5 separate regions of the Mus musculus genome follow, and all the other regions are linked to region 1. Evidence: chromatin contacts called from public HiChIP or PLAC-seq and promoter capture Hi-C data. All regions are on one chromosome and are shown on one strand. The core of a region is the stretch at or near the end of the contact, and the rest is flanking DNA. Distances in the headings are between cores, read along the strand shown. Region 1 holds the start of Zfp444 (zinc finger protein 444). Region 2 holds the start of Kmt5c (lysine methyltransferase 5C). Region 3 holds the start of Isoc2a (isochorismatase domain containing 2a). Region 4 holds the start of Sbk2 (SH3-binding domain kinase family, member 2). Region 5 holds the start of U2af2 (U2 small nuclear ribonucleoprotein auxiliary factor (U2AF) 2).

Region 1 (3,746 bases), core at 575-3,074:
TCCTCCACGTAACAAACTGTGACACACATACACACTCATACCCCCCCCACACACACACTGTCCTCCACGTAACAAACTGTGACACGCATACACACTCATACCCCCCCCCACACACACACTGTCCTCCATGTAACAAACTGTGACACGCATACACACTCATACCCCCCCCACACACACACACACTAAATCACAATAAATATGTAGTAAAAAAAAAAAAAGCCAATATAGATAAACGTGAAAATAAAGCTGGGCATGGTAGTTCACACTTCAAATTCTGGCATTCTGGAGGCGGAGGCAGAGGATCATCCTTAGCCAGACAGTGAGTTGGAGACTAATCTGGGCTACAAGAGACTCCGTCTTAAAAAAGTTTTAAATCATATACGAAAAGAATCCAACTAGTATGTGAAAAGCACCACTAGGAAAAGAATGTGGTATTGCAGGCTCGCTCTTCAAATAGCAAAGCAGCTTGTGTGGTTAGCACACTTACCAAGATGAGGGACAGAGAGGGCAGAGAGGTGGGACAGGATTAAGTTTAGCTGTTGTGGGGATAGATCCGTCTCTAAGCTGTAAACTAGTGAGTAAATAGAAACTAGGGCAATGGTATTGTCCATCCACGAATTTGGTAAGGACAATAACAACTCTGCTTCACATGATTTCCTTTGTGTGCCAATGTCACCTTTTTTCGAAGTCCAGTGAGGAGGGGAGAGTCTCTGTCTGCCCCACTAGCTTGTAAGAGCCATCTATCACGTAAACAGAAAGTCTCATAACCTTCTTGCGCTCCTGCGAGTACGTGTGTATGTGGTGCGTTGGGGTAGTAGGTAGGGGTAGGGCTGGAAAGATGACAAAGAGGTTAACAACGAAGCACAAGCTATTCTAGACGTCCTTCTAGCACCTACATGTGGCTCACAACCGTCTGTAATACAGGTCTAAGGGAATCCCACGCCGCTTTCTGGCCTCCGTGGGTACTGCGAGCACATGGTGCACCGACTCAGCGAAACACCCATACATATTACAAAGAGCAAACTCAAAACCTTCTTGCCTTTTCTGAGGTAGGGAAACTGAGGCTTCAGTGTCCGTAGGGGGCTACACAAGCGCCGTTTGACACGTAATATTTTCCTTCCTATTCACAAGACGGGAAACTGAGGCTAGAGAGTGGACTGACAGTATGGGACGAGCGAACTAATTCTCAGAGGTCAGGTTTCGTTGACCAGCCTCAACCTTCCTTTAACCTAGTACTGGAGCGGGAGGGCGATACTGCAACTGTTGTCAAGGAGACGGATCTCCCACTGCTGATCTGAGGAGAACTCTGGCATAGCCTCCACGACCTCCTCTATAGGCGCTTAAAGGTCCTGGAGGCGGGTCTCCCAAGTGTGCTGCCTCCCCCGGTTTCCACGACAACGAAACCACAGATTCCTCTTATCCCTCCCCGACCCGTCCGCGTTTGCCAGAAGTCAGCCGGCGGGGTGTCTTGTGAGGGATGGTAGAGGAAGGAAATCCACGTGAAATCTGGGAAATGTAGTCCAAAATCAGAAGCGCTCTGTTTGCGCCTGTGTGAGCCAATAGGAATCGGGTTTTCTTCTTTACACTTTAAGAAATGTAGTTTTCTGGCTAGCTCGGGACGCACGAGCGTACAGGACTCATCACAGTAGGGCTAATGGAAAGCCGCTTTGTCGCGATGTTTCTTGGGAGATGTAGTTTCCAGCTGGGAGAGGTGGGAAGTGTTGGGTAGAATTAGCGATTCCTAGTGTAGAGAGTGAGGGGACGTGGGGGCGGGGAAGTACGGGTGAATTTGGCGCAAAGCCTGCTGGGGCATGGAGTCCCGATGAGCTTTGTGCGCATGTGCGGGAAGGTGAGGTTGTTTGGGGGGCCTCGCCCAGGAGAGTGAGGTGAGCTAGAGGGAAAAGGAAGGGCTGGGGAGTCCGGTGTACGGGGAACGGGCGGACCACGGGGAGGGGTACCCAGGTCTGGAGGAGGGAGAGGAAGGGAGGGATGGGCGGCTTGGGGGAGGGGGATGATAGGAGGCTGGAGGTGGGGTTCTGGGGGCGGGCCGGGGAGCGGGAGGAACGCGAGATGCAGACGCGGGAGAGTTGGAGGCCTGGGGAGGCTGGGCAGCGGGAGGGGGCTGGGATGTTCGAGGGGGAGCCCTGGGATGGTTGGAAACTGAGAGTGGAGTGGAAGTTGGACCCCACTGAGAAATCCTGGGGCGCCGGGACCTCTAACCTCTTCGAAAAGGATTGCGGGAAGGGGTCTATCCAGGGGCACCGTGCCATAGCAGCGTAGACCGGTGCAGGTGGCTAGTCCTGTGTGCTGGTCACACGTTCACACGCACTTCTGTCGAGTTGAGGTTCTGGAGGATAAGTATTTCTTCATTACAAGCGTATCCGCCTCATTAGCTTGTCGCGAGAGGCGAAATTCATTAATGTGCAGAAGGGGCTTGGAGACAGGTTTTAACAGGATAAGAGGGACTTAAATCTCTCGGTTCTGATCCTCCTGGCTCAGCCTCTCACGTGCTCAGATTACAAGCGTTGGCCTAGTTTTTTTGTTTTGTTCAGGGTTTTTGTTGTTGTTGATGATGGTGTTTTGGGTATGGTCTCCTGTAGCCCAGGCTGGCCTTAATCACACTCGAGAGCCATGCCAAGCTTTAAACCGGTGAAAGTAATTGAATTTAAAAACAAACAAACAAAAATACTCATCTTAACTTTTTTTTTTTTTTTTTTTGGTTTTTCAAGACAGAGTTTCTCTGTATAACCCTGGCTGTCCTGGAACTCACTCTGTAGACCAGGCTGGCCTTGAACTCAAATCCGCCTGCCTCTGCCTCCCAAGAGCAGGGCTTAAAGGCATGAGCCACCACTGCCAGTCTTCACTCCTTTTTATATGCTATTTTAACACCTATTCCAATTTACAATTTAGTCTTGGGCGCTTGTTTCACAGTGGCTTTACGTAAATGACTCACAAGGAGTTGGAGGGTTAATGTGTGTTGATAGTAAATGCAATAGGTGGGGTTTGTTTATTGCCAGGTGGTGTTCTGGGTACTTTTTTTTTCTTTTAATGATTTATTTTTATTTTAACGTGCATCCATATTTTGCCTGCATATGTGTTTACTGCATCCTCTGATTCTAGAGTTTCAGTTGTGAGCTGCCATGTGGGTGCTGGGCATTGAACCCAGGTCCTCTGGAAAAGCAGCAACCAGTACTCTTAACTGCTGAGCCACCTCTCCAGCCATGCTCTGGGGTACTTTTTTGCTCTTTATTTTACTTGACTTTCCAACCTCGATTATTGCTCCCATTTTACAGCCAAGGAGATGGAGATTAGTCTTTGAAAGGAGCAGTTGTTCTTTGACCGAGGACACATTGCTGGTACGCAGCTGGAATCGGTTCCAATTCCGAAGCCCTTGTCCTCTGAGTAAATATTTGGTGAGTTGTGCAGCTCAGGGCACAGAGTGCCCAGTGCAGATTCCTGGCCTTTTGAAGGACCATTGATGGATTCAGAGAGAATGAACATCAGGGTCGAAGTGTAGGAGAGAGAGGTAGAAGAAGGGGACACTGAAAGTTACGCATTTAATAGAATAAAAGTAAAACGAAAACAAACCAAAAACAGATGCTGGGGAGATGGCTCAATGGGCTAAAGTACAAGCTGAGGACAATCAGAACTGGGTAAAGGTTGAGCAGCACAAGGGCACCTCAGTGTGTGTTCACTGGCTTCTCATCGCAGATGAAAAGGCAGGCTTTAGGTTCCATAAGAGACTT
Region 2 (3,746 bases), core at 918-3,417, 1.4 Mb before region 1:
AGTAGCCTCTTGTTTTCTCTCTGTTCTCAAGAGAGTTGGGCATATCCCTATTCTATCTACTCTTGTTCTGATTCCTCACTTCATCTGTTTCTCAGTTAACATCCCTTTCAAACACACGTGTCTCCTTCTACAAACTAACTTTACCGTCATTGTTTGGGATTAAAGATGTGTGCTAAGAACACTAATGTAGGGGCTGGAGAGATGGCTCAGTGGTTAAGAGCACCGACTGCTCTTAAGGTCCGAAGTTCAAATCCCAGCAACCACATGGTGGCTCACAACCATCTGTAATGAGATCTGATGCCCTCTTCTGGTGCATCTGAAGACAGCTACAGTGTACTTAGATATAATAATAATAAATAAATCTTAAAAAAAAAAACCCAACAACAACAAAAAACACGAATGTATTCCAGCCAGAGTAGCCATGTTGCTGTATTAAATCTCTCTACCCAGTTGTTTGCTAGGCACATCTCTTTTTCTTTCAAAATGGAAATCAAACCACAAGCCTCACCCATGGTGCATATTGTATACCCACAGGCTATACCCTCATCCTGGAATATACTTCAACAGTCTGGAAGACACTTTGCTATTTAGTGGGGTTTTTTCCCTTAAATATATTTTTATTAGCCATTTGAAAATCTCATATAATGTGACAGCACCCAAGGACGATATAGTCATCCTAACCCGGAGAGCTGCTTAGGGTAGGGAGCTGTCTTAGAATTTAGGAGAGAGAAGGGTGGTGAGGCATGGACCTCAGACACTTGAAAGTATATCAGTGTATGATATTTGCTTTGTAGACGCAACCATGAAGCTGTGAGTTGGCAAAACCCCAAGATCACAGAACGGTGCAAAACTTCAGCCTCCTTAAAAACAAAATGTTGCAGCAGCACATATACTAAAATTGCAGCGATACAGTGAAGATTTGCATGGCTCCTGTGCAAGGATGACGAGCAAATTCATGCCTGATCTACATGGTGAGTTCTAGGACAGTCAAAGCTCATGTCTCAAAAGAGAAGCTACTATGATTTAATCAATTGTGTGTGTGTGTGTGTGTGTGTGTGTGTGTGTGTGCGTGCGCGCGCGCGCGCGCGCGCCTTGGCATGAATGTGGAGGTCAAGGACAACCTTCAGGAGTCGGTGCTTTCTTTCCATTATGCGGATCCTGGCTATGAGACTTGTGGGCAGGTGCTTTTACACACTGGGCCATTTCAATGTCCCATCTCACTTCAATCGGTTGTTCCTTCAGTCTGTAGTAACAAAACATTCTGTGCTGTAGGCATTATCCTAACCCACCAAATAGATAACTCAGGAAAGACAAAAACAAAAGTAAGCTTACTTGTTTGGACGTAATTATGATATCCTGCTAATTATACTTGCAGGATTGAAGAGGTGGGTAATCTTAATTAAGGGGTTTCCCCAGGGGAGTGCCCCATGAATCAGAGCTTGTCTTCTAAGTCCCAACTTCTCAGCGTCGTCTCTTTCTGAACTGTTCACAGGCAGGACAAGAAAACTTCACAGAGTTCTTGTAGGTACAATTTTCCAAAGATAAGGAATACTGGGAAAGAGAAAAGATCTTCTTGCTAAGCAGGGTTGGCACTGAAGTTTTGTTGCCATGGCAACCAATGGTCTCCTGGGGCCGGGAGCGCGATGGCGCGTGTGTGCATTCACCTCTTTCCTTCCTGGTTCGCTCAGGGATTTTGCCCCACTTCAAGCTGAAAGAAAGAGAATAGAGCTCCGGATTTAGGGTGATGGGCGGAGGCCTTAACGAATGGAAGCGTGGTCCTGTCCAAGGCCAACCAATAATATACGAAGTTTGTCTCTGACAGAGCCCTCCCTCTTTTCACTTGGACCTGAATAACCTGACCCAAACAGAGTTTCTGTTGGAGCGACGGCTCTTTAAGCCAATGAAAGCACTGATTTGGGACAGTGCAGAAGAAGAGGCGGGACAGATTTTTATGGCAACGCCTGAATGACAGCGACCCGAGCCATTGGCTGTAGTTCGCTGGATTTATTGACAGAGTGGGCGTGGAGGGGTTTTGTCAGGGCACCGACTGGGGCCAGAAGAGGCGGGAAAAAGAGAGCAATGAGAGTCAGCCAATAAGAACAGCGCGAGTTTCATAGCAACGGAAGAGTGACGGCGGGTTGGGCCAAAGGAAGGTTAAGCTGTTTGTTACGCCGGCCGAGGGGAGGCGCGGCGGCTGTGTCGGACGAGAGCCGGAGGAGGCGGTGGGTGGAGGTGGCGGCTGCAACGCGGGTTCCTGAGGAGAAGGAGGAGGAGAAGCGGGTGAGGGGCGGCGCGGGGCCCGACCTCTGAGCCCCCTCTTGGCCCCCGCCCCGCGCCGCCCGGCCTCCCAGTCACCCCCTGAACCGGCTGTCCCCGGGCCCTTCCTCGAACCTTGCGGTCCAAGTCTCCAGCCCCGCGGATCTACGCGCTCCTCACTCGTACCCTTCCCTGCACCCTTGGAGCCCATGCAGACTCCTCTCTCACTCTCAGGACTTTCCTTGCACCTTAGGAGTCGCTCCTTGCCCCACCAGGGCCCATCCCCACCACCTTTTCCTGCATCGTAACCTACCTACCCTGTCACACTCAGGGCACTTCCTGACTCCTGTCTCACTATCCTGGTCTCTGAGGCCCTTCCTCTGACTCTCTGTTTCCCCAGCCCCCTTCTGCAACCTTCCCAGGCTTTAGTTAGCTACTTAGCGCCCTCAATTCCCTCCTCGAACCCGTAGGATCTTTCAGGTTTCCATCACTTCAAATCCCCCAGGATTCCCTCAAACCCTGCTTGGAACCGCTAAGCCCTTCCCTTGGACCCCAGGCATATCTACCCTTTGGATTTCGTGGGCTCCTCCCTTGCAACCTCAGGTGCCTTCTTCCCCCCACCCCCGCCAATCCTGACTTCCCTCCATCTTTCTCTCCCCTTTCTCTCCCTTCACATCATACTCCCTACACCTCACTTTGTCTTTTCCCAGCTTCCAGGCTTTTTTTCTAAGCACCCTCTTCATTTAACCCAGACCGTTTTTTTTCCAGATCTTTCTCCCAGAGTGGCGGAGTGTGTCTTGCCACACTCTGCCTTCTTGCTCTCTCCCAAAGCGCAGAATTGTCAGACACACCACAGTGAGGGTACTGGGTAACCTGGCCCTCCATTTTATTTGATTTGGTTTTCTGAATCTATTTTTTTCCCCTCTTTGCCTCCGACCCTTTGTTTTGACTTGTTCCTCCTCTCCTTTCTGTTCCTCCCTTCTTCCTGTTTTTTGTCCTCTGGCGGGCTTCCCTTTTGCTGGAGTCCTCGGAGAGGCATTAGGGACTGGATCCTTCTTCCCCTAATGGCTGCCTGGGCTCCACCCACAACCTTTTGACCACTCCCCAGAGGAGGGTGACCTTGGAGGGAGGTGCTGAGGACGGGAGAATCAGCCTAGCAGGGGGTCAGCAAAGGCAGGCCAGAAGCTCCTATGGAGTTCCTTTTCCCCTTTCCCTTGATGAGAGCCCAGCTATCCCAACTCCCTCCTGCCATGCTAAGCCTTTGGAGTTATCTCAGGCAGTTAATTAATCTTCCTTCCGCCTGGGTACACAGGGACCTGTCTCTTACATGTGCACTTGGCAAAGTGGTCTTTGTGTGTGCTGACATTCGAGAAAGTGTCCATGTCCTGGGAAGGTAGTGTATGTGATTGGGGGACATGCATCTGTTTTGCAAGAGGGGAGGAAATACTTACTGCACAGGAGACTATTTTTCTTAAGGTTTCCTCACTCGA
Region 3 (3,746 bases), core at 342-2,841, 1.3 Mb before region 1:
CCTGTTATGATTTGTAATGTAAATATCTGGTTTGCAGAATATCTGACATGTAACCCCAGTGGAAAGGTCACTGACTCCTCCCCAAAGGGGTTTCGACCCACGGGTTGAGAATCACTGCCCTAGAGACAGCCTCTGGAACTTTCATTGACTTTGCTCAGTGTTGAGTTCTGGGGCCTAGTATACAGTAGTTATACAATAAATGCATGCCAGTAGTGCTGGAACCTAGCCTTGGGGCCTCCTGCCATCTACTCTGAAAATCTGGCTATATAGGAACCTCCAGCAGTAGGGCCTCCAGTTGTGGGGACCAGGTGTCCCTGGGCTGCAGCCCCAGGGAATGTATAAACAGAAGTCTCACTGCGTACAGATCTCAGGGCCCAGTTGAGAGACCCCGAGGGACTGCACGGGCTCTAGGATGCACGGCTGAATGTTCTGAAGTAGAAATACAGATCAGAGCACACTCCTCAAGTGTGCAAAGGACTGGATGGCTGACGGTTCCAGAATGAGAGGTCACCCTGGGAGTGCGGGTGAGCCCTAACACCGTGCTTGTCTTATGGGGTAGATGGGTAGACTCCGGAGCCTGTAGCTTGCTGGTTAAGAACTGATACAGAAAGACAAAGTGCAGACAAGAGGGGAGGGTGCTCGTTGGGCGTCTCCTACATGACCAATTAAAACATAACTGGGCCTGAATATAAAACAGACAGTGTATGGGTGCAGAGGCAGAGGAAAGTGCCTGGAGATAGATAGCCAATTAGGGGAACAAAAGCCTCTTTAGCAAGGCGAGACTAGGCAGAGTCAACCTCAGCGATGAATGTTGAGGGCTTTTAAATGGAGACTTGGGAGGGGGTTGCATTGGCTGGAAAGAGAGGGATCCTGTCTCTGAGAGGGGTGCCAGTACCTCCAGGCCACAGGTCAATCACTTCACCTCCAGGCTCACACCCTACTCCAGAGCTCCCTCCAGAGGGGTGAAATTGAGGCCCAAATGACTCCTGGGAACAGGAAGCCTGGCCTCTGTAGAATCCATGGAATCCTGAGATTCATCAATGGCATGCCTGCTTGTATCTACTTAATTTTTCCCATCTATTTATTCTGTGGTGTGTGTGTTTCTGTCTTTGCATACGTGCCTGCGCCACATCAGGTCTGCAGAGGTCAGAAGACAAGTTGCAGGACTCAGTTCTCTTCTTCCAAAATAAGGGTTCTAGAGATTTCTACAGAAATCAGGTCCAGACCTTGCTGAACCCTGCAAGCCAGTCTTTTAGTGGGGTTCAGGGAGCAGGCTTTCAGTGTGTAGCCCACGATGGTGCAGGTACCTTTAGCTCAGATAAGAAAGGCAGGTTGTAACTGTGAGGCGCAGCAATAATACAAGGTGCAACCTGATAACCTCTACCTTCATTCCCAGTTAGAATCTGAGCTCTCAGCAGAGGCCGCCTCTCAAGCCCTCATCGGCTCTTCATTGGTTCTGTGCGCTATCTCTCCACCCCTTAGGCTTCTGCGGACCAATCAGATTCTCATGACTGACCCGCCTTAGCCGCCCCTCCCCCTTACAGGGCGCAGCCGAGGCGCGAGCTGATTGGCCTGCTCGGGAGGGAGGGGTAGACACGTAAGGGGAGCAGACCTCGTGTCCAAAGTGGGCAAAACGGTGACCCAGCCCGGAACTAGTGACAGTCCAGTGGGGGAGAGTGCGCTGAAGGGACCTAGTGGAGGGACTTGCTGCACTCGAACCTGGTACCGCCGGGTAAGTCCAACTGCCCGTCCTTACAGACGGAGGAAACGGAAGGTTTGCGGGGTGTCCAGCTGAGGAGGGGCTCCAGTTGGTCTCAGGATGGATCATCAGGGAGGAACTTCAAGCTTCTCCAGAGCTAAGTTTTGTATCAGCCCCAGGAGTGGGCGATTCTCACGCCCATTTCTTCCAAGAAGAAAAGCGTCCCAGAGACACAGAGCTTAGAAATCTGGGTTCCTGTAGTGGTGTGCAGTAACCACTTGCCCAATTAAGCAACCTCATCCCCAGTCTGTCCGCAGGAGGTCACTTACCCCAGCCTAAGACAGGTTTCCTTTACTGAGCTGAGGCCTCCTTCCAGGACCCCCACGATGTCCCGAAATCTCTCTGCAGTCTAGACACCCTCTTCACTTTTCACACGCGCGTCCCACCTCCACTCTTTCATTGTCTCCCTTAGATTGGTTATTTTCTGTCCCAGCTCTCACCCAGGTTCCGTTTCGTCTGCAGATCATACCTAGCTGGCCTGAACTTTTTCTTTCTTTTTTATTCTCTCAGATACTACATCTCGACTGCAGTTTCCCCTCCTCCCTCCCTCCCCAACAGCCCTCCTTCCCTCCACTGCTCTTTCTTTTCCGAAAAGGGCATGCCTGCCCTCAGACGCCAACCAAACATAGCACATCAAATTGCAGTAAGACTGTGCACCTCCCCTAGTATTAAGTCTGGAGAAGGCCGCTCAGGATGAGGAAAGGGTCCCAAAAGCAGGAAAGAGTCAGAGACAGCCCCTCTCCCACTGTTAGGAGTTCCACTAGAAGACCAAGCTGCACAACCCAAACACATATGTAGAGGGCCTATATCAATCCCGTGCAGGCTCCCTGGTTGCTGGTTCAGTCCCTGTGAGCCCCTATGAGCCCAGGTTAGTTGATTCTGTGGGTTGTCTTGTTGTCTTTGACCTCTCTGACTCCTGCAATCTCCCCCTCTTTTCTGCAGGACTCCCCAAGTTCTTCCTAATGTTTTGATTGTGGTTCTCTTCATCTCTTTCCATAAGTTGCTGGATAAAGTGTCTCTGATGACAGTTGGGCCAAGCACCAATCTATACCATTAGGCATCTCAATTTTAAAAAAAATATTTATTGCTGCCAGGAGTGTTTGGTTCTATCCTAGGTCTCTGGGCTATCTAGCCTCCCAGGTAGTGGGTTGGGCTCCCTCTGGTGGCTTGGGTCTCCAGCTGGGCCAGTCATTGGCTGGCTACTCCCACCATTTCTGGGCCACCTTTACCCCAACACATCTTGTGAGCAGGACAAGTTGTAGGTCAGAGGTTTTGTGGCTGGGTTGGTATCCTAATCCCTCCACTGGAAGTCTTGCCTGATTACAGGAGATGGCTGGTTCAGGCTCCATATCCCCCCTGTCTTAGTTAGGGTTTTACTGCTGTGAACAGACACCATGACCAAGGCAAATCTTTTTTTTTTCCCCATTTTTATTAGGTATTTAGCTCATTTACACTTCCAATGCTATACCAAAAGTCCCCCATACCCACCCACCCCCGACCAAGGCAAATCTTATAAAAAACCAACATTTAATTGGGGCTGGCTTACAGGTTCATAGGTTAAGTCCATTACCTTCAAGGTGGGAGAATGGCAGTATCCAGGCAGGCATGGTGCAGGCAGAACTGAGAGTTCTACATCTTCATTCAAAGGCTGCTAGTGGAAGACTGACTTCCAGGCAACTAGGGTGAGGATCTTATACCCACACCCACAGTGACACACCCATTCCAACCAGGTCACACCTATTCCAACAAGGCCACACCTTCAGATGGTGCCACTCCCTGGTCCAAGGATATACAAACCATCACATTCCACTCCCTGGTCCCCATAGACTTGTTCAAAAACATGAGTCTATGGGGGCCATACTTAAACATAGCATAATGCAAAATGCATTTAGTCCAACTTTCAAAGTCCTCATAGTCTATAGCAGTCGCAACAATGTTAAAATTCCAAAGTTCAAGGTCTCTTCTGAGATTCATTCAACTTAATTAA
Region 4 (3,746 bases), core at 895-3,394, 1.2 Mb before region 1:
ATAGAAAATCATTCGTTTTTTTTTTAAGTACAAACACTTTTTCTTTTCTCCTTTCTTTTCAATTTTATATTGGCTGATTGATTGATTGATTGTTTGTTTGTCAGGAGAGGACTGTAGAGATCAGAGGGCACCTTGGGCAGTTAGTTCTCTCCTTCCACCATGTAGGATCTGGGGAATCGAACTCAAGTCGTCAGAGCTTTCGGCAAGTGCCCTTACCTGCTGAGCCATCCTGCCTGGCCTTCTAGTTTTGAAATGGAGTCTCACGTACCTCGGGCTGACTTCAAATTCCCGATCCTCCTGTCTCTACCTCTAGGAACTCCATCTCGGGGATACTGGGATGTCAACTATCAGCTGTCAGGTCAGCTTTGTTTGTTTGTTTGAGATGGTAATCTTTCTACGCAGCCATGGCTAACTAACCTGGAACTCACTGTGTAAATCCTAGGCCAGCTTCAAATTCACAACAGCCTTCCTGTCAGCCTCCTGGTCTCTCACCTTTTCAAAGGAAAACTCTGGGGCTCAGAGAGGTTAAAGCAACTCCCTGAAATGCACAGCCCAACAATAAAGTGGGGAAGGAAGATCTGACTGAGGTTTATAAGACTCCCTGGACTTGGCCTGAAATCTCTACTCTCAGCTGTACCCTACAGCATGCCTGTGTCCAAGATCCAGTACCTTTCTGGCGGTGAGTAACCAGCAGGACACGGCCGAACCGGCCCTGGCCCAGGGGACGCACTTCCTCGTACAGCTCTTCCACCTCAGTTTGGACCAGGGTCTGGGCACTCAGAGCCATCATGTCCTCCAAGGCCAGAGCAGCCTCCTGCCCCTGCTGCAGCTCCTCTACCGTTAGGCCTCCCAGGCCTTCATCACCTCCATCCTCCACAGTTGACACTTCCATTGGCTTGTCTTCTGACTGTTTGCCTGGCATTTCTGCAAGACAGACAAAAGGACTGTGACCCAGGACTCAGAGCTCGCTAGCCTATGCCTAGGGGAGGAAGAGCAAGGAAACCTGACTTCTGAGGGGTGAGGGCTGGGTCTAGATTCCTGGGTCCAAGGGAGGAGGGCCAGGGTCTGGGCTCCAGAGTCTGAGGGAAGGGGACCACAGTCTGGACCTCAAGGTTTAAGGGAGGAGGGCTGAGGGCTGGACTCCTGGGTCTGAGGGAGGAGGGCTGGGGTATGGACTCTAGGTTTGAGGAAGAAGTCTAGACCTGGACTTTCTCATCACCACTTCTTATTGTGACTCATTTCCATTCAGTAAGAGACCCTGAGGAGTGGAAAACAGTCACTTGTGTGAGGTGAGGTCAACTGAGAGGTCAGATGCCCCCCCCCCATTCCCACTGCCACCTGGTGGCCTGAGGGTGAAAGATGAACCAAGTCATCGAGACACCCCCCATCTTGTTTCCAAAGCAAACAGACTTGGGCCCAGAGTGGATGAGCGGTTTCTCTCCAAAGAGAAAACAGGTGCTCTCTGCCTCCAGGGAAGGGTGGGGCTCTCCACAGCTTGGGACACCCGGGTCCTGCCTGTAGCTGTCACTTGGACCTGTCCCAAGCCTTTAGCACTCAATCATTTTGTGGTTCAAGTCTCACAGCTCAGAAGCTTATCCCTAGACCCAGGGCTCGAGACCCCAGCACCCAGAGAAATAGACCCCAACCCTCCTCCTTCGAATTCAGGGCTCAGACCCCAGCCCTCCCTCCTCAGATCCAGGACTCCAGGCCCCATCCATCTACCCTCAGATCCAAGGTCCCAGACCTCGGCTCTCCTCCTTCAGACCCAAGCTTCCAGACTTCGGGCCTCCTCCCTTAGACCCAGGGTTCCAGCCCTCAGCCCTCCTCCCTCAGACTAGGGCTTCAAATCATAACTTATTACTGTCCCAGGAACTTCTAAAACTCACACAACTTGGGCCTTGGATTCTGTCCCCAACACTAAAGCACTCGATTGCTTCAAGGTGTCTCTTGTCCTGTCGAGGGGCCAGGACTCTTGCCACCTGTTTTCCTGTTCAACTGCAGCCTTCCCTCAGGCCGGTTAACCTTGCCCTACTTCTGACCTGGGCTCAGAGCTCCAGACTTCGCCTTCTCCAAGGCTTGTCTGATCCCTTTCTGCCTACTGCAGTTAGCGCCTTGCACTTCGGGGGTTCCTGCCAGCATCAGACTGCTCAGGAGCAAGTCCCGCCCTCACTCTGGGGGTTCGTAAAGCTCCGCCCTCTGCCCCGCCCCTTCTGCCCCCCATTGGGGGCAGAGCGACATCGTGTGTTGAATCCTAGTACTGGCTGTGGCTGGACCACACCAGTGTGGCTTAGCTCTCCTCCCTTGGACCCAAGGGTTCAGGAAGCCTTCTATCAGACCCAGAAATGCAAACCCCAGCTCTGCTTCCTCTCTTTCAGAGTCCACACTCCAGTCTTCATTCCTCAGATGGAAGAATCTAGAATGCATCCCTCCTATTTCAGACTAGAGAGGGTCTAGGTACCATCCTCTCTCCCTTATATCCAAGATCCCCTCCCCCAGCCCTCCTCCCTCAGACTCAAGGATCCGGAGCAGCCTTCCTCTCTCAGGCCCAGGATTCTAGACCCCAGCCATCTTCCTCAGGCCCGGAATCCCCGGAACGAAACTGCTTTCCTCAAACTCAGGAATCCAGCGCTCCTCCATTTGACCCAAGGATCTTGACCCTAGCCTTCTTTCAGATCTAGGGGTGCAGCCCCTGGCCTCTTCCCTCAAAAGGTCTCGGATTTTCTTTAATCTGATCCCATCTGCTCTGTTCCTCAGCTCCTGACTCTGGCGCCCTGTTGACAAACAAATCTTTTGAGAGGTGTATCCAGGAGCCATGCACTGGGGTCCTGTTTAGGAACAAAATAAGAGAGGATTCTAAAATGATGTCATGAGAAATGACCTCAGACTGGGGACCAGAAACAGGTGGCAGAGCAGCTGGGGATCGAGGATGACTGTACCCCTTTTGCGGGACAGCTGTTGGGTTTAAAGCACCGAGAACCACGTGGGTTCACTTCATTGTCCAAAATACACTTTTTATTTTGTAGATATTTTTAGTTTTACAAAAACAATCACAAAGGTCACACAGTTGTAAAAGACACACAGTTGCCAAGGTCCCTTGGACCCTTCACACAGCTTGCCCCAAGGTCAGCATCTTACCCAAGATTCATCACTAAATTAGCAAAGCTTTCAACAATAGTCATCCATCCTACCCACCATCTTTGTCCTCAAGGTCCTTTTCCTGTTCCCAAGTCCAGTCCGGGGCACCATGGTTCATTTGGTGAACTCACTGTTAAATCTAGAAAGTGTAGGTTCCTGGTTGGGATTATAGTTCTGGCTGCAGTCTTTGTTTTCCCTGCATGAACCTCTGGAAGCTCATATCCACCACTGTGTAAATCTCCATCATAACACAGGCCTGTAATCCCAGCATTGAGAGGTGGACGAAGGATGATCAGAAGTTCGAGGTTACCCTCTGCCACCTAGTGAGGGAACATCCTGGGATACAGAAAAACTTGAAAAATTTTTTAAGTATAAATTCCTGTGATGTTTCTAGTTTCTGCTGGGAGCTGGGGACTCCAGACACACAGAACTGGAGTCTGTGTGCTGTTTGGGACAAGGAAGAGCCATGAAACTAGTCCTGGCTCTCAGGATTGATGGGTCCCTGAATATAGATGGAGCTGGGTTATTCATAACCAGAGAACTTGGGGCATCTTGTGGAAATAGAAGATGGAAGGGTCTAGACCAGATGTTTGTGACAAGGACAGGAAGAG
Region 5 (3,746 bases), core at 802-3,301, 1.1 Mb before region 1:
TCACCCCTTTTCCTCTTTATGCCTGCCTTCCTGTTTCTACCTGGGTTCCCCCATGTCTCCTTCCCTCATGAGTGTCTTTTCCAGTCCTCCTCTTTCTGTCCTCTTGGTCCTGCAGTGAAGGATGCTGATGGGGTCCTCTGCCGCTACAAGAAGATCCTGGGCACCTTCCAGAAGCTGAAGAGCATGTCCAGAGCCTTCGAGCACCACCGTGTGGACAGGAACACCGTGGCGCTGACCACGCCCATCGCAGAGCTACTCATTGTGGCTCCCGAAAAGCTGGCTGAGGTGGGAGAGTTCGATCCATCCAAGGAGCGCCTGCTAGAGTATTCCCGCCGCTGCTTCCTGGCACTGGACGACGAGACTCTCAAGAAGGTGCAGGCTCTCAAGAAGAGCAAGCTGCTCCTGCCCATCACCTACCGCTTCAAGCGGTGATGCCGCCGCCCCGCACGCCTCCCCCCCAGCAGATTGCTGGCTAGGTCGGCCTTCCCGGGGCACCGCCAGGGCTAGAAGCTGCCCTTCCTGAGCACTGGGCCCTGCTTCTCGGCCGCACACGCTAGGCACCCCGTCTCCATTTCACCCCGCAGGGGCTGCCAGCTAGGCCTCCTTAGCCAGGAGTAGCCCATCTGCATCCCATGCAAAGACAGAGTATTATTCTGAGAGTTTAAATTAAAGAGACATGAAAATTTTCAATAAACTGGGCCCCAGGTCTTACTAGGAAGGGAATATGCTGGGAAGGGGTGGCCGTCGCCACGGAGACTGGGACAGGAGCGCTCAGCCAGAAGCCTCTAGAGAGGTTGGGGAGGGTAGGGTGTAATTAGCCCCAGGAGGCAGAGGTGGGAAGCGGAGCAGTAGGAGAAACTGAGGTAAGACGACTTTAAGAAGGCAGCGCCTGGGGCATTGATTCAATGAACGTTTAGCTGAGCCAGCCCGGAGGAGGTACCGGGGCGCTGGGTAGACTCTTTTCCGCCTGCCCGCCAGGGGTCAGGAGATCTCTCGGAGGTGTCACATTCGGCGCTTGCGCAGCAGGAGCAGGGGCGGACAATTTAACGCGATTGCCTTGGCAACCGGGAGAGAGCAGTCAGGTTTAACCGTCTTGAAGTTAGTGCCTTGGGGGCTGAGGTTGGCGGTGGGGGAAGGGGTGTGTGGGAGGAGATCGGGCGCACGCGCAATGTGGATTTAGAATGGCGGATCCTCCGGAGCGCTGAGAAAAACGTGCCCTAGACCGCTACGCAGGCGCAGAAACCCCTCTCCAATCACCGTGCGCAGGCGTCCCAAGCTGAGCTAACAACCTCCGCAGCGGCCTCGAACACCCTTTGTCGCACTGGCTGCTACTGTCCCACACACTTTCTCTGGCCTTCCGCGAGGTCAGTTTTTTCAGTTTTCTCCTAGAGAGCTAGGGACCGAAAGCTGAGACCCCGCCCCCTCCCCCGTAGCTATCTGGCCCACCTCCCATCAGTCCTCCCTCCCTTTTCGGGTCTTTAAGCCGAAAGGAGCCGAAGCAAGAGCGGAAAGAGCCGAACTTCCCTCCTGGGCGTGAGACCTTCCCGAAGCAGTGGCGGAAGGGACCGATATTCTCCGGAAGGGGCGGAGTGACCCTGTGGCGCCTCCGGAAAGAGCCGAAGACTAGAATCGGGCTTAATCTCTAGAGGGGCGGTGAGCGAGCGCTGGAAACCTTCGGAAAGAGCCGAAGGCCCGGACGGTTAGGATTGTTGGAAGTGACTGACCGCTTGGACAGGGTCGGCGAGGGGTGGGACGGATTTCCAGAGGAGGCCAGAGACAGACGGTTTGAGTTGTAGGAAAATCCGTGTCTTTAGAGGGGGCTGGTGTCGGGGAACGCGAAGACTCGCGGAATCCTCCGAACGTTGAAACGCTAGTTTCCGAAAAGTTACCGAAACTCGGGCAGCCGGCATAATCCTCGCTTCGGGTGATTTTGACGGCGACCGCCGCCTTCCGACTGCTCCGTCCGAGAACAGCCGACAGGCTTCGGAGCCGAGCTCGGGGAAGTTCCGGGGGGGGGCGGGTCGGGCGGGACGAGGGGGTGGAGCCTGGGAGGGGCGGGGCTTGGGGCTTGATTAGGTAGGCGACGGAGTGCCGGCGGGGGCCGGAAGTAGCCGAAGCCAGCGGCGGAAGTAGCCGGAGCGGGCGGGCGGCAAGGCGAGGCGAGAGCTGCACAGGGCCCTACGCGGCCGCCTAAGCATGTCGGACTTCGACGAGTTCGAGCGGCAGCTCAACGAGAATAAACAAGGTGAGGGCGCCGGGGTTGTGGGGTGGCTTCTTGCTTCGCCCTGTGCCCCCCCGCCATTTCCCTCTCTTGTTCGCTTCCCTAGGGCCGCACGCTACCCCCCCACCCCCCCGTCCGTGCCGCGCGCGCCGAGCTCACGTGACCTCCTCTCGGCGCTGAGGGAAGGGGTGGCGGGCGAGGCTCAGGGCGCGTGCGCGCCGCAATAGCCCGCGCCCACGTGGTCTCGGCGGAGGCGGCGCGTTTTGTTAAGTAGATGCCTTGAGAGCGCGCGGGATTCCGTAATGTGAAGCTTTTCTGTTGTCGTTTTAAATTTTTGTCTTTTACTTGAGAAAGATGAATTTTGGTCTCTAAATTCTGTCATTTTCTTTTGCTGCCTTGGCACTTCCGCTTCCGGTCGTGCGTACTTTTCTTTTCTCCACGCCCCCTTTGTTTCCAAAATGGCGGTGGTGAATCAGCCCCCCCCCCTCCTTTCCTTTTCCTTCACGTGGACTGGCAGTGCAATCTCCCGCTGCTTGTAGGTTTCGAGCCTGTTCATATTTTTTTGATTTCTCCAGAACTCTCCTACCTCGATGTTTCTGTCTCCGTCTCCGTCTCCGGCTTTGCGGTGTCTTAGATAAAAATGTGTCCTACACTTGTTTGCCCGCCAAAGAGGGAAGTCTGCGTTCTTTGTGCTCCTGTTGAGCATAAATCATGTATGCCTTGGGGCTTTTTTTGGCGGCAGACAATATCTGTTTTCCATATCCCTAACAATCCCTAAACTTATCGGTTTTAGGCAAAGCCCAGGTCCTGTATCATTCCAAACTCGGGTACCTAAAGCCAGTTACACTATAGGGATTGTAAAATATTCAACAGAATGGGGAAGAGGGAGCTGGCCCATTAACAGGTTAGTGGAGGCAGGTGCTCCCAAGGTAAGATCTTGTACTATGAATTTGGATCAGAAAGGCAAGCAGGCTATGTTGGTGCTGGCGGATTTAGGGATACCGAGGAAAACGTTGATTTACAAGACATTCTCTACAACCTCTTCTTTTTTGAGACCGAAGAGTTTAAATTTCTTGAGGGTTGAGACTTAAGCTGTCTTGTGTTGGGGCACTGGATGAGACCTTGAGAATTATTTGAAATGAAGCTGGAATTGAGGAGAGAGTAGCTAAAACAGTACACGTGGAAAAGTAATTATTCTGAGTGTCCTTGGTGAGCTTTTCTGCTTTGAGTAGTGTATTGCTTTAGAGTATAGGGCTTAGGGATTGAACATACCTGAGTTCAAATACCTTCATTACTCTTTATCTGACAGTCTAATCTGTTACCTGTATGCTGATCATCGATGCTTTGTTTACTGGGTTTTTGAAATTAGTGGTACATACTGACTATAGTTGTAATTAAACTCCTTCCTTGTCAAGGCAAGGAAATTTGTTAAACTCTTAAAATCTGCTTTTTTCTGAGAAGGTTTCAGGTTTCTGTGTAGCCCGAGCTGTCCTTGAACTCACAGAGATCCTCTTGCCTCTGCCTT

The links. Promoter capture Hi-C pulls out the DNA fragments that hold promoters and counts their contacts. HiChIP or PLAC-seq counts read pairs in DNA pulled down with a chosen protein or histone mark.
Region 2: a contact with region 1 is called in a promoter capture Hi-C map of pre-B cells, with 6 times the contacts expected there. The contact joins the promoter of Kmt5c here to the promoter of Zfp444 in region 1. A contact is called at or near these places in 8 of 39 promoter capture datasets (the C10 cell line, cranial neural crest, frontonasal cranial neural crest and 5 more), 1 of 484 Hi-C or Micro-C datasets (B cells) and 2 of 115 datasets of contacts at active chromatin or transcription factors (astrocytes and embryonic stem cells).
Region 3: a promoter capture Hi-C map of pre-B cells shows a contact between it and region 1. The contact joins the promoter of Isoc2a here to the promoter of Zfp444 in region 1. A contact is called at or near these places in 9 of 39 promoter capture datasets (the C10 cell line, cranial neural crest, frontonasal cranial neural crest and 5 more), 1 of 484 Hi-C or Micro-C datasets (B cells), 1 of 115 datasets of contacts at active chromatin or transcription factors (astrocytes) and 1 of 9 other capture datasets (liver).
Region 4: a contact with region 1 is called in a promoter capture Hi-C map of pre-B cells. The contact joins the promoter of Sbk2 here to the promoter of Zfp444 in region 1. A contact is called at or near these places in 14 of 39 promoter capture datasets (the 3T3-L1 cell line, the C10 cell line, cranial neural crest and 8 more) and 1 of 115 datasets of contacts at active chromatin or transcription factors (stem cell-derived neural progenitor cells).
Region 5: a contact with region 1 is called in an H3K27ac HiChIP or PLAC-seq map of embryonic stem cells, with 10 times the contacts expected there. The contact joins the promoter of U2af2 here to the promoter of Zfp444 in region 1. A contact is called at or near these places in 19 of 39 promoter capture datasets (the 3T3-L1 cell line, 3T3-L1-derived adipocytes, the C10 cell line and 12 more), 3 of 15 datasets of contacts at CTCF or cohesin (the NIH/3T3 cell line, pro-B cells and stem cell-derived epiblast-like cells), 12 of 484 Hi-C or Micro-C datasets (B cells, CD4 T cells, the N1E-115 cell line and 8 more), 32 of 115 datasets of contacts at active chromatin or transcription factors (the 230-238 cell line, DN3 thymocytes, the SCID.adh cell line and 17 more) and 2 of 9 other capture datasets (embryonic stem cells and liver).

The regions. Positions count from the first base shown.
Region 1 is chr7:6,170,689-6,174,434 of GRCm38.p6, forward strand. Zfp444 (zinc finger protein 444) reads left to right here and starts at 1,825. Exons shown (of 4, transcript NM_028316.3): 1 at 1,825-1,886.
Region 2 is chr7:4,737,960-4,741,705 of GRCm38.p6, forward strand. Kmt5c (lysine methyltransferase 5C) reads left to right here and starts at 2,168. Exons shown (of 9, transcript NM_146177.2): 1 at 2,168-2,280. It overlaps Gm24537 (a small nuclear RNA gene), which reads left to right and starts at 873; the gene lies at 873-974. Gm42369 (a long non-coding RNA gene) reads right to left here and starts at 2,121. Exons shown (of 2, transcript XR_881802.3): 1 at 1,333-2,121; 2 at 1,031-1,243.
Region 3 is chr7:4,875,462-4,879,207 of GRCm38.p6, forward strand. Isoc2a (isochorismatase domain containing 2a) reads left to right here and starts at 1,592. Exons shown (of 6, transcript NM_001101598.1): 1 at 1,592-1,732.
Region 4 is chr7:4,962,262-4,966,007 of GRCm38.p6, forward strand. Sbk2 (SH3-binding domain kinase family, member 2) reads right to left here and starts at 2,145. Exons shown (of 4, transcript NM_001146329.2): 1 at 2,040-2,145; 2 at 670-924. The coding sequence starts at 922. It overlaps Sbk3 (SH3 domain binding kinase family, member 3), which reads right to left. Exons shown (of 4, transcript NM_001200041.1): 4 at 2,999-3,746.
Region 5 is chr7:5,060,092-5,063,837 of GRCm38.p6, forward strand. U2af2 (U2 small nuclear ribonucleoprotein auxiliary factor (U2AF) 2) reads left to right here and starts at 2,052. Exons shown (of 12, transcript NM_133671.3): 1 at 2,052-2,245. The coding sequence starts at 2,197. Ccdc106 (coiled-coil domain containing 106) reads left to right here. Exons shown (of 5, transcript NM_146178.2): 5 at 116-694. The coding sequence ends at 432.